2 separate regions of the Mus musculus genome follow, and region 1 is linked to region 2. The links are chromatin contacts, called in public HiChIP or PLAC-seq maps. All regions are on one chromosome and are shown on one strand. The core of a region is the stretch at or near the end of the contact, and the rest is flanking DNA. Distances in the headings are between cores, read along the strand shown.

The links. HiChIP or PLAC-seq counts read pairs in DNA pulled down with a chosen protein or histone mark.
Region 1: an H3K27ac HiChIP or PLAC-seq map of embryonic stem cells shows a contact between it and region 2, with 10 read pairs. The contact joins two enhancer-like sites. A contact is called at or near these places in 1 of 15 datasets of contacts at CTCF or cohesin (large pre-B cells), 9 of 484 Hi-C or Micro-C datasets (the 3T3-L1 cell line, differentiating spermatogonia, embryonic stem cells and 4 more), 5 of 115 datasets of contacts at active chromatin or transcription factors (bone marrow-derived dendritic cells, embryonic stem cells and stem cell-derived neural progenitor cells) and 4 of 9 other capture datasets (adipose tissue, embryonic stem cells, liver and 1 more).

What each region holds. Positions count from the first base shown.
Region 1 is chr6:29,628,353-29,634,494 of GRCm38.p6, forward strand. No RefSeq gene overlaps it. Among named protein-coding and RNA genes, the nearest start is that of Tnpo3, 22 kb to the left of the region's middle. Within about 2 kb of position 3,564, at least 14 of the 459 cell types and tissues checked have an H3K27ac peak or open chromatin away from gene starts, as enhancers often do. A contact at or near this core is called in embryonic stem cells, where this site is marked.
Region 2 is chr6:29,543,474-29,549,819 of GRCm38.p6, forward strand. All of the region lies in intron 21 of Tnpo3 (transportin 3), which reads right to left. Among named protein-coding and RNA genes, the nearest start is that of Irf5, 20 kb to the left of the region's middle. Within about 2 kb of position 2,283, at least 3 of the 459 cell types and tissues checked have an H3K27ac peak or open chromatin away from gene starts, as enhancers often do. A contact at or near this core is called in embryonic stem cells, where this site is marked.

The DNA.
Region 1 (6,142 bases), core at 2,314-4,813, 86 kb after region 2:
CTTTTCTTGTCTTATTTATCTAGCTAGAATTTCAAGTATGATATTGAGTAGATAGGGAGAGTGGCCAGCCTTGTCTTGTCCCTGTTTTTAGCGGAATTGCTTTCAGTTTCTCTCTATTTAATTTGATGTTGGCTATTGGCTTGCTATATGTTGCCTTTGTTATGTTAAATTGTTCTGAAAGAACCTAGTGGGGAAACCCCCACTTAACTCCCGATTCGGCATGCACCCAAGAATCACGAACAAACAGACAGTCTTGATGTAAAAACATGAGGTAGCTTAATGGCGGAGCTCCGGGTCGAAATGTATCTCATGCAGGAGACAGTGGATTCGACCACAAGGCTTGGAAGCTAGGGGTTTTTAATAGGAAAAGGGGCTGGGGCTGGGGGAGGAATTGGCACAGTTTCACATGATTGGTTCATTTAAACATCAGCAGACTGTACATGCAGATAACATTTAACTTAGGTCAGAAGGGCGGGAGATAGGGAGGCGCCGGGCCAGTCCAGCATGTCATTCTCTTTATCTTTATGGCCAAGCAGCCTCAGGAATGTCTTAAAGACTGGCCTGCCCGGGCATGTCCTGGCCTATTCTGCTATGTTCTCAGTCCCAGGTTTCAAAGCTCACAAACAACTCTTTGGGCTATTTGACATAAATTACATGAATCACAGGTCTCAAGTTTTATTTTCTTTCAGTTCATCTTTTATCCCTGATGGCTCTGAATAGAAAGTTGTTTGATTTCCATGAGCATGTAAGCTTTCTTGTGTTTTTGAAGTCAGGCTTTAATCCAGGCTGGCCTGATAAACTGCAAGGCAGGGATAGCAGGCTGTTTAGGGCAGCTGGCCCCACCCAGAGAAATCAGTGGTGGGCAGGGAAGATGGGTGCAGGAAAAGAACCCAACCTGTATGGCTCAAGATCAGCAGGCTGATGAAAGTGGGTGGAGAGGTGACAGGAGAATAGAGTGTGTCTGCCTTTCTTAATCTTCCATTATTCCCAGTTAAGCTTCCAGGACCCAGCTGTGAGGGCTGTGGCAAAACTGAAAAAAAAAAAAAACACAAAAACAAAAAAGCAAAAGAAAACTAACTTTTAAACCTAGCACTTGGGAGGCAGAGGCAGGAGGATTTCTGAGTTCGAGGCCAGCCTGGTCTACAGAGTGAGTTCCAGGACAGCCAGGGCTATACAGAGAAACCCTGTCTCAGAAAAGAAAAGAGAAGAGGAGAGGAGAGGAGAGGAGAGGAGAGGAGAGGAGAGGAGAGGAGAGGAGAGGAGAGGAGAGGAGAGGAGAGGAGAGGAGAGGAAAGGAAAGGAAAGGAAAGGAAAGGAAAGGAAAGGAAAGGAAAGGAAAGGAAAGGAAAGGAAAAAGAAATCAAACCCGACCAGCACAGGCATCATTTTGCAATTTCGAAGGCCCTTCTGGCAATAGATGCCTAAAATTTGAAACTCTATAACTACTAACCAATAAGTATTTCTGTTTTTATTTGTTTTGTTTTTCTCAGTATTGGGAACTGAACCCAGGCCATGTGCATGTGAAGCAAGTACGACTGAGCTAAGACTCCAGCGTCCTTCTCTGTCTAACAAACACATGTTGCAGGCCTGGTTTTAATTTTTGTTTGTTCGTTTTTTTTTAGAGATAGGGTTTCTCTATGTAGCCTTGGCTGTTCTAGAACTCAATCTGTAGACAAGGCTGGCCTCAAACATAGAGATCTGCATGTCTCTGCCTCCCAAGCTCTGGGACTTAAGGCATGCGCCACCTCAACCTAGTTCTTTTTAATTTTGTTTTAATCCTCTGTGTTTCTCACAATAAGTACAAATAACACATAACAGGAATATAAATCTAAAGTTAAATCATGAACTCACTGTCACCTAAATGATGTAAAGGAAGCAAGAATCCCAACGAACCAAAACTTCTCTGGATGTTTTGTTAATACACAGATGCAAGAATAAAGACTGCCTACTCAAATCATGGCCAAATTAATTCAAACAAGCTTTTAATTCATGTACATGGTCTGTGTCTCCCTAAAGGCAGGGTTCAAGAGATAAGCTTTGGACATGGGTAAGATAAGGGTTTTTAACAGCTCAGGAGTTGGGGCTTTCCAAATTGGCAGGCAAATAGTTGGGGTTACAGAAACATTGCATAAGCATAACAAGTTGGTCATAGCAAGCTCCTTAAACACACACATGGTTACAAGGTGGTCACAGCAAGTCAGTCATAACAAGGTGATCACAAGATAGTCACAGCAAAGTGGCCATAACAAGGTAGCCATAAAGCAAGGTGGTTATAGCAAGGTCGTCATAATAATCTTTTGAAACAAAGGCATGGTGGCTGTTTTCTGGAACATGAATACAGAACCATGTGTAGCTAAGGTTACAGGTAGTGCATAGCCCAATCCCTGAGAAACAGATTTAATCATAAACAGAAATGAATCGAGTTTGTTCTTAGTGTAGGGCAGCTTTCAAGCTCAAGATGGAGGCAGGCTCGTTCATCAGTTTCAGTATACCCTTTAATCAGACTGACTGCAGGCTTTTACCTGACTGGGCATCTGCTTTTCTTATGATGGCTACAATAAGCCCTCACTCCTAAGTACAACGTCTCATTCAGACAGTAGCTCAGCACATGAGAAAGCACCTTTCTTTCTTTCTTTCTTTCAAGATTTATTTTATATATATATATATATATATATATATATATATATATATATATATATATATATTGTAGCTGTCTTCAGATACACCAGAAGAGGGCGTCAGATCTCATTATGGATGGTTGTGAGCCACCATGTGGTTGCTGGGATTTGAACTCAGGACCTTCATAAGAGCAGTCAGTGTTCTTAACCCCTGAGCCATCTCTCCAGCCTCAAGTTAGCACCTTCCGCTGAAGGGAGACAGCCACAGGGTGGCCAAAAGCCACTGCATTCACCCAGGAATGCTACAGCTGAAAAGAGGGCATACTTTAAGGAGGAACACAGGCCTAAGAGTAAAGAGACCAAAGAGGAATTGTGTGATGTCCATCTAAGCCAAGACTGAAGACACTCCATAGCCTTAAGGAAGGATCCTATAATGGGTGTGTTGGTAGAAAAATTAGGTAGTCAGGTGACCAAAAAATGGGGAATTCTCTACTCTGATCCTCAGATACTGTCTGCTAACACTCTTAGCTTTGGGTTTCATGACCCGTCAGAGGAAGGTGGTATGGGATTCACCCTAAAAGTCATGTGGACCTCTCAGGAGTAGATCATTCACAATCTCTGGGTCAGCCCCATTGTTTTGTGGCCCCTGGTTCCTTGATCTATGGGCATGGGGAGGGGAGAGAGAGAGAGAGAGAGAGAGAGAGAGAGAGAGAGAGAGAGAATAGGAAAGGGAAAAGGTAAGGGAGAGAGGGAAGAGGGAGAGGGGGAAGGGGAGGAAGAAGGAGAGGGAGTGGGATTGGGCCTGATGCAAACTTTTGAAACCTCAAAGCCCACCCCCAGTGACATACTTCCTCCAGTCAAGTCACAAGGCCAGACCACCTAATACTTCCCAAACCGTTGATCAACTGGAAACTAAGCCATGCAAATATATGAGCCTCTGGGGGGCCATTCTCATTTAAACCAGCACACCACGCAGGCACCGACCTGAGTAATATGTAGATTTGTCTTGCTTTGGAAAGAGTCTAATTTGCTCAATTCCACTATCTAGTTCTCCTGTCATGAAAGTCGTTTATTAGAAAATGCCCTAATGACTTAATTGTCTAGCCTGTGCCTGCTAATTGGAGGACAACAGAATGTCAGGAGAAGCAGTCAACTGAGGATAGGACAGAGGGACGACCCCATTTGGGGAGGCAATCTATTTCCAGGCTGGATAAACGTCAGGTTTTCACACCTTTTAATTTGTGTTTCTCTCCCTTTTAATCATTTGGTAGGCAAGTTTGGAAACCACTCAAGCAAAGCCACAGAACAAGCAATAAATTGTGTTCTTAATGTTCAGACGTCAGGGCTAGGCATCTGTAACTTAGACACATGTGAAATTAAAAGAAAACAAGACTCAAGCGGGGAGAAAAACATTTAAAATTCAGATAGCCGCAGAGTTACGCTCTGTTTCAGAGAGCAGAAGCAGTCCAAGGGCAAAACCTAGCAAAATTCCTTTAGGTTCCTGTAAGATTAGATGGAAAATGCAGGAGACATGGAAAGGAAGAGAGGAAAAAAGAAGGTTTGGAAGTCTCAAGCAACTGCAAGAGTTTGGCTTTGGGGTACAGCAGACTAGGGGGAGGGGGCTGAGCAGGGGCACCCACTTCTCCTGCCTTGCCACTGCTTTGCCTTGGGTGAACAGCTGGGGAAGATCATCTGTCTGCAGCCACCCACTTTCCCCCAGGACCTGAGTCCTGCCATCCCTCTGTGTCACCTGTGTGTCCTCTGCTACTCAGGGGTCAGGCAAAGGCGGGGTCCAGCTGTATGCTAATGGCGCTCTGGCCACACTGACTAGTTCAGCTGGCTGTCAGCTACAGACATCAGAAGGGAAGGAGCAGAAAGCCATGAAGGAACTCCTTGGCAGTAAGACAGGAAAGAAAGTGTTTTCTCACCTCCTCGCCGGCCACTGATGTCCGTGGCCAGTCAGGAGTCATAGTGGGAATGTTTCCAGGCTTTTAGCCTCTTATCCGAAGAGCCGAAAATGAGAGCTCACGCAGATTCGCCAAGGTAGCAGGATAACTTTATTTGAAGATGGGCAGTGGAGGACCTAACTATTGTTTGGGTCTTCCTTTTATGGTTTCAAGAAAAGGATGACCTTGGTTTGGGGGTGCGATGAAGGTAGCTCTTTGTTCTGACTGATAGAGTAGATTATATAATAATGTCTCTACTATTCATGCCGGTCCCTGAGTACGTCTGACTTTAACATAGGCTTTCCCAATATGCAGAGGCAGGGGATGGGCAAGTAGGGGATTCTCTCCAAAAGCTTACTTTAAAGATGCAGTTTTGCGCCGGGCGTGGTGGCGCATGCCTTTAATCCCAGCACTCGGGAGGGAGAGGCAGGCGGATTTCTGAGTTCGAGGCCAGCCTGGTCTACAAAGTGAGTTCCAGGACAGCCAGGGCTATACAGAGAAACCCTGTCTCGAAAAACCAACAACAACAACAAAAAAGATGCAGCTTTGCCTAACTGAGCTTGCACCCCAAATCAGTTCAGGCCAGACAAGCCTTTCTATTCTTCAGACCTGGATGTAGTAGGAATGTATTTGCATAGAAACTCTCTAACAATGGCTCTTATTAGTGGTAGAGAAGCACACACTAGTCTTCAGAGGGGGGAGATAGGTATAGCCCAACGCAGGCAGGGCTCCAACATTGTTAGGCACGTTGTTCCAAGAGAGGCACTCTTGCATTGTACATTCGGGTACAGGATTATTAGAAGGGGGAAGTGTAGCCAGGTGTGGTGGTGCACGCGGGAGGCAGAGGCAGGCAGATTTCTGAGTTCGAGGCCAGCCTGGTCTACAAAGTGAGTTCCAGGACAGCCAGGGCTATACAGAGAAACCCTGTCTTGAAAAACCAAAAGCAAAACAAGAAAAAAAAAAGGGGTGTGTGTGTATATAACCCCAAACCAAATAGGGCTGCCAGCATCTGGCTCTCTATACTTTCTGGCTGATGGAGGTAAGGCATTTTACACTATGACTGGAAAGATTCTTTTTTATTTGTTTTTCTGCTTTTCAAGATGGGTTTTTTGTTTTTTTGCATGTAGCCGTGTCTGACCTAGAACTCAGTCTGTAGATCAGGTTTGCCTTGAACACATAGAGATCTGCCTGCCTCCCAAGTGCTGGGATTAAAGGTGTGCGCCACCACTGCCCAGCTGTCTAGGGAGGTTCTTATAGGAATCTGTAGATGTATTAAAACCCTTAGGACTAAAAAATGTTAAAGGTGTCAACATTACTGTATATTCATGTATAAAACAAGAATTGTAGGCTATTCTTCAAGAGGAATACAGTGAGAGAAATGCAGAAGGCCCTAGAAGCACTGGTTTCCTTTAAGGAATGATGACTTCAGAATGAGAGACAACCTCTTAGTGGCATACCACCACTAAGGCAAGGTGGCTTCGTTAAACGAGACGCACCATCTTTACCAGTCCCCCATCTTTAATGTCAATAACACATGGCACCCCAGGGACCTGCTGCATCTGAGCACTTCCTCTGTTG
Region 2 (6,346 bases), core at 1,033-3,532:
ATGGCTCTGTGTGAGATCTTCCCAGAACTCAGGGCAAAAAGTAAGTATTATAAATGAAGATAATTATGAGCTTATTGGTTCTGAAGGAATGGGCTCAGAGACAAACTGTTTAGGGCTGATTTCTAGCTCTTGTGTTCTTGGGCAAGACACCAATCTCTGCCTTAGTCTCCTCATCTATTATCGACTTCATGTTACTCAGAGGATCAAACCCATTCCTAAAAAACATTTATGACAAAGGGGCAGTGAGCAAAAGTGACTCAGAAGGTGTGAGTGTCTATAGTACTACTTGACATTCCTGACACCAGGAGAAGAAACCCAGATGCCCTCAAAGGAAGGATGGCCAGCAGGTTCCATAAGGCTCGGAGCATTTTAGTTCTGTGCGCATGGCTCACTAAGGTCCCGAGCTTTCCATTTTTCTGCTGTGACAGATTCTGTTTACAAAGCCTTGTCTGGTAACTAGTCTGTCAGCCATTGATTTTCTAGCTGAACAGGCTGCTCAGGATTTCCTCTTGGAGGAGGAGGAGATAGAAAAGGGTTAACACACACAGAAATGGAGAATGAATAAGCAGAACCTGGTTCTCCGCAAATGCTGAGATGTCCAGTTATTATGGAAGTAATGTACATCTGACTCCATTTTTTTCAAAGTTCCCTTTGTCTGAAACCCACTTAGAAACCAATTGAGAAACTTAATTCTTCTGGTATCTTCCTAGCAGGCTAGCTAACTGAACTCCGGGCTAAGCAAAAGCAAACGGAAAAGGCACTTCCTCACACTCTCCTGACAAGGGACTCGGGCACAGGGATATAGCCTAGAACTCAAACTTCCAAGAAAGCAGACTTGCCATCCTGTGCTGGTTAAACACCCAAGGGGATAACTGTTAAGAGCTATCCAACAGAAAAGTGTCAAAATGCTTATCTACCAATTCATTCAACAAATATAAAGGTCCAAAATCATGATGAAAACCTTGACTGGGATTCCAGGAGTTGATGATAGGGTATTTTCTTTTAGGTTTTCTCCACCATAAACATGTAATGGATCAACTATACCCTCCATCTGAGCTATATCCCTGGTACTTAACAAGCTTTACTAATAATGGTACATTTTTGAGTCTATTTCAAAGTAAACCATGTGCTAAATAAGGAAGCAGCCAAGTATGTGTGCAAGCTCATGCCATTCATTTTCCCACTGCCAGGATGGAGGGCAAGGAGCCTAGCACAGGCTGGTGTATGGTGTGATATTACAAAGAACTAAGAGGCCCATGAATCATTTATTATCCTAATATCCTACATGTTTGAAATTGTACCCCTTTTGAGATCTTTTCAATTAAACCTAGATGGACAAATACCCCTATCTCTATCCTCTTTTTTGAGAGTAAGAAAAAGAGCACTGAAATTAAATTGTTGAGCATGGTGGTGATTGCCCTTAGTCCCAATGCGTGTGAGGCAGAGACAGGAGGATCTCCATGAGTTTGAGGCTAGCAAGTCCTAGGCCCAGTCATGGCTACATAGGGAGACCCTGTCTCAAAAAACCAAAACCAACCAACCAACCAAACCCCCAAATAAAGTAAGTAAGTAAGTAAATAGGGTTCAAATATAAGAGAACTGTGGTGAATAGCAAAGTTAAGTGTTGTGGTTTAAGTAAGTCTGGCCCCTATAGGCTCATATAGTTCAATGCCTAACCACCAGTGGGTGGATCTGTTTGAAAGGATTAGAAGGACTAGGAGGCATGGCCTTGTTGGAGGAAGTGTGTTATGGAGTGAGGGTGGGGCGAGCAATTTTGAGGTTTCAAAAATCCCATTCAAGGTCCAGGCTTTCTCTCCCTGCTGCCTGTGAATCAGGATGTAAAGTTCTCAGCTCCAGGCCATGCCTGTATATATGCTACTATGCTCCCTGTGGTGTTTGAACAAGAATGCCCCCTATAGACTCATAAACTTGAATGCTCACTATTTGAAAGGATTAGAATTAAGAGCTGCGGCCTTGTTAGAGGAAGGGTGTCAGTGGGGATGGGTTCTGAGGTTTCAAAGCCCGTGCCAAGTACAGCATGTTTGACTCTCTCTGCGTATGGATCAGGGTGTAGAACTCTCAGCTGATTCTCCAGCACCATACCTGCTTACATGCTGCCATTCTCTCCATGATAATGAACTAACCAGCAAGTAAACACTTAAAAAAAAAGAAAGAAAGAAAGAAAGAAAGAATTGTCTTGGTCATGGTGTCTTTTCACAGCTATAGAACCAGGGAGTGGGGCATTGCTGTGATAGGTGTAACCTTAGTTGGAAGAATATGGAAGACTCTGGGACTTAGAAGACGAAAATTGGTTGGACACTTTAAGCAGGGCTTAATGGGCCATCGTAGCAGGAATGTGGAAGACAGTTGAGAGAAATGTAGACTATGACAGCAGGGCTCAAGAGGTTTCAGAGGAGGAGAGTATTAAGTGGCCTAAAGAATGCTCTTGTGATATGTTGGTTAAGAATGGGTCTATTTTCTTCTCTTGTCCAAAAAAGTCTGCCTGAGATGAAATTGGGGAGTTTTGGATTATCAGCAAAATTACTATTGACTGTGGGTGGTGATCAGTGGTCCCCCTTAAGCAGAGGACAAAAGAGAGCAGCAGGAAGTGTAAAGGAGTGAAGTCCAATGCTCAAGAGATAAAAGGTTTAAAGAAAAACCAGATGCTAAACGGAATAAAGGGAGTGGTGGCCTCAGGACAAGAGCCCACCCAGCTAAGCTTCCAACCTGGGAAAAGAAATTAAAGAAAAGCTTTAGCACTGAAGGAAACCATCAACAGAAAGCTGATACAAATGCATTTGAATTAGGGAATCAATTACCAGCCCCAGCTAGCAACACTTGGCAGCTTCAACCACCACTTTTGAGTCTAAAGCTGGATCTGGCTTTAGACTCAAGGATACAAGATGGGGTTGTGGAATCTTCCTCCTCAGTTAAGAAAAGCCATTGAGGCCGGACATCTGTGAGGAGTGTCCCTGGATGATGGCCCAGAGAGGCCACTGCATGAGGCTGTGGAGGTGAAGCATGGAATGTGTTGGAGACCCCAGATATTGGAGATGTCAGAGTCAGGTGATACCTGCAGAGGAAAACTGCTAACAGGGTCCACACCTGGAATCATGGGGGGGAGGGGGGGGAAAGGAGGGGGGAGGGAGAGTTTGCAATCAACAAAGCTGAAAGGAACTGGAGATCTGAAGAGTGCTTTGACATCTGACATGCAGATGAATAATTTGAGTTTGCCCAGCTGCTTTTTGGTCATGTTTTAGTCCAGCATCTCCTCACAGTGCTCCTCTTCCTCCCTTCTGGAACAGTAGTGCATATCCTGTGCCACTCAATACTGGAAGTATGTGATCTGCCTTTTCATCTTGATTTTATGAGGGGTTACAGTTAAGAGACTGCCACGAGTCTCAGAAGAAATTCTGGACTTGTAAGCAGTCTATGAAGACTTGTCAAGAGATGGTGAAAGACTATGGGGACTTCGGAAGTTGAACTGAATGCATTTTTTACACTATGATATGGTTATAAGCCAATGGGGCCCACGTGATAATGGGCCTTCTGAAACTGTAAGCAAGTCCCAAATTAAATGCTTTTCTTTATATGAGTTCATTGATCAGAACAGTGACTATGACAGTAAGAGTGGCCTGGGTCTCTAATTACCTCCACCTTTGTCCCCAATCCTACCAGTGACTGACCTATGTGGCAAGAACTCCAGCTAATTTTGAACTTAAATGTCCTTGGTGGGTAAGCCCACAAAAAAGCATCTTAAAAGTTAGTCCGTTTTCTTATCTCTGTTCTCACAGCACTGCAGCATTGACTAGTCTCTGGTCCCTGATTTTACTATTATTTTTCTAGGTTCCATTTTCTATATTCTAGTCCCATAATTCAAATTATTCTCCCAAATAAGTTTATGGTCACTCTTCCTCAAGACTTAATCTTTTTATTTGGTGTCTTGGTAGGTAATGACAACCTGAGCGTCGAGATACTCCATCTGGTCTCTCGTTCCAAAATCAACACTCTCCATGTTCAGCACCAATTTTTTTTTTAGCTTTCACATGTCATGGTAGACAGTCACAGTAAGATGGAAAAGTTGGAAATAATGGCAGGATTTCTTCTAGTCTTCATTATTCTGAGCTAGTGGCAGATTACTATGTTTTTAGACTCAGCTTTCTTCAATCTGACCAATTTAAAAAGCTGAGGAATTAATTACTAACACCATTTGAAAAGCAGGCTGAAACTTGCTACAATGAAGCTGAACCAGTTCACCCTCCCTGCTAAGGTGGCAAACAAAACAGCATGTTGAGGCAAGAGTTAGAGGACCTTAAAACCAAAAGGGAGACTGAGTCATTCACAGTTCAAGGGTTGCACACACTAGAGAATTACTAAGAGGTGAGTAATCCCAAACCTCTTTTTAGCTCCATACTGCCTCTTAATATTTACACTTACACACACACACACACACACACACACACACACACACACACACACACACACACACACACAATTTGCCACAGCCTGCTCTAGGAGTTACAGAACTTGTTTGGCAATGAAGGTCAAGGCTACTTGGTTCAATCCCCTTCTCGCTGATCAAGGATCAAGAATATGGTTCTTCTTAATGTTGCTTTGCTGAGGGCCTTGCCCTTGCCCTTTTCTTGAATAAAAATGTTGCTTGTGACCTTGATCTCAGATGTATTCATTACTCTATTCATTATACACAAGCCCCATCAAGAGCATTTGGGCCTGTGGAGGCATATTCCAAAATGTGTGGGTGGCTTCTGTAAAGTTGTCGAGAGACATGCCCAAGCTAGTTTTGCAAATAGGCAATGACATTCTGGAAGCTTCTTTTCCAAACAAAAAAAGAGAGTTAAACTTCATGGATCAACTATTGCATGTAGGAGCTTTGGGATATTGTTTGGCATCTGTTAACAGCCTTATAAGGTAGTACTAACCCTATTTGCAAATGAATTAGCTGAAATTAAAAGTAACAGCATAATGGCAAGATTCAAACTGACAGTCTCTGCAAGATTTTCCCTAGGCTTCCATTTGCTTCAAGGATGTCAGAGTCAACAGATCATGGTTTCTGTTGACCAGTACAATCTAGCAAAGGGCAACAGAAGCAGTGAGAAGCAATTTTCAACTGAGACTGCATGAAGGCTTCATACCACCCCCACAGGAAAGTCACCATGACAGAAAATCAAATCATTTCATAAGGTTATCCCAGTCCATAGATTCTTACCGGGGCAGGGAACCCCCACTTTGGATAAATGTACCACAAAAGCCAGTAGCCATGCTAATTGTCAGCCATCCATGTAGGCTGATACAGAGTTAAAATATCAGTTCTAGGGCATGACTATTAGCAACTTAGTAAACTACAAAATAACAGCACTCGCTCTCTTCTTTTTTTTTTCAATTTTTAGTTAAAGACAAAATCTCACATTATAGAATAGGCTGAGCTGAAACTACCTATGTAACCCAGATTGGCCTTGAACTTAAATGATCCTCCTGCCTCAGCGCCCCCACTCCCTTTTAAGCCCAAGTCTCATGTAGCTTAAGTACCTTAAATGTATCACCTTTGTATTTCCGTCCTCCCCGGGCGAGACTTACGGACATTAAGCCACCATACCCAGCTCAGAAGACTGGATGTTGTTAAGGTTACCTTATCAATACCACCCAAAGAAGCCTACTGCACTAAGTGTAATAATCATCAAGCCTGCAAAGAAAGATTTGTACAACTTATATGGAATCTCAAGATACTCCAAGTATCCAAAACAGTCTTTGAAAAGCACAAAAAATTGGAGGTCTCAAAATTCTGGATTTCAAAATTTATGATATTGCCACAGTAATCAAAATAGCACGCCACTGATATAAAGCCATATATGAACCAGTGAAGCAGAGAGCCTAGAAGCAAATCTTCATTTACACTGTAAAGAAAACTGAAGTTGCCAGGCAGTGGTGGTGCACGCCTTAATCCCAGCACTTGGGAGGCAGATCTCTGTGAGTTTGAGGCCAGCCTGTTCTGCAGAACAAGTTACAGGCCATTCAGGGCTACACCAAGAAACTCTGTCTTGGAACAACAACAACAAAAGAACAATGAAAAACATTCCCTAACAAAGCTGAAGGAAGGAAGGAAGGAGAGAAGGACGATAAATCTAATAATATAACTTCACACAAAACCTAGGGGACTTTGTTTTTTTTTGTTTTTTTTTTTGTTTTTTTAAATAATTCTGGGTCTGGCAATTCTTGGGTAGGATAAAAACAAATATCTTGGTTAGGATAAACAAACATAAAAAATGCATAAATTAAACTATGTTAAAATTAAAACTTGAAGAACACAGCAAAACAAGTCAGTGACAAA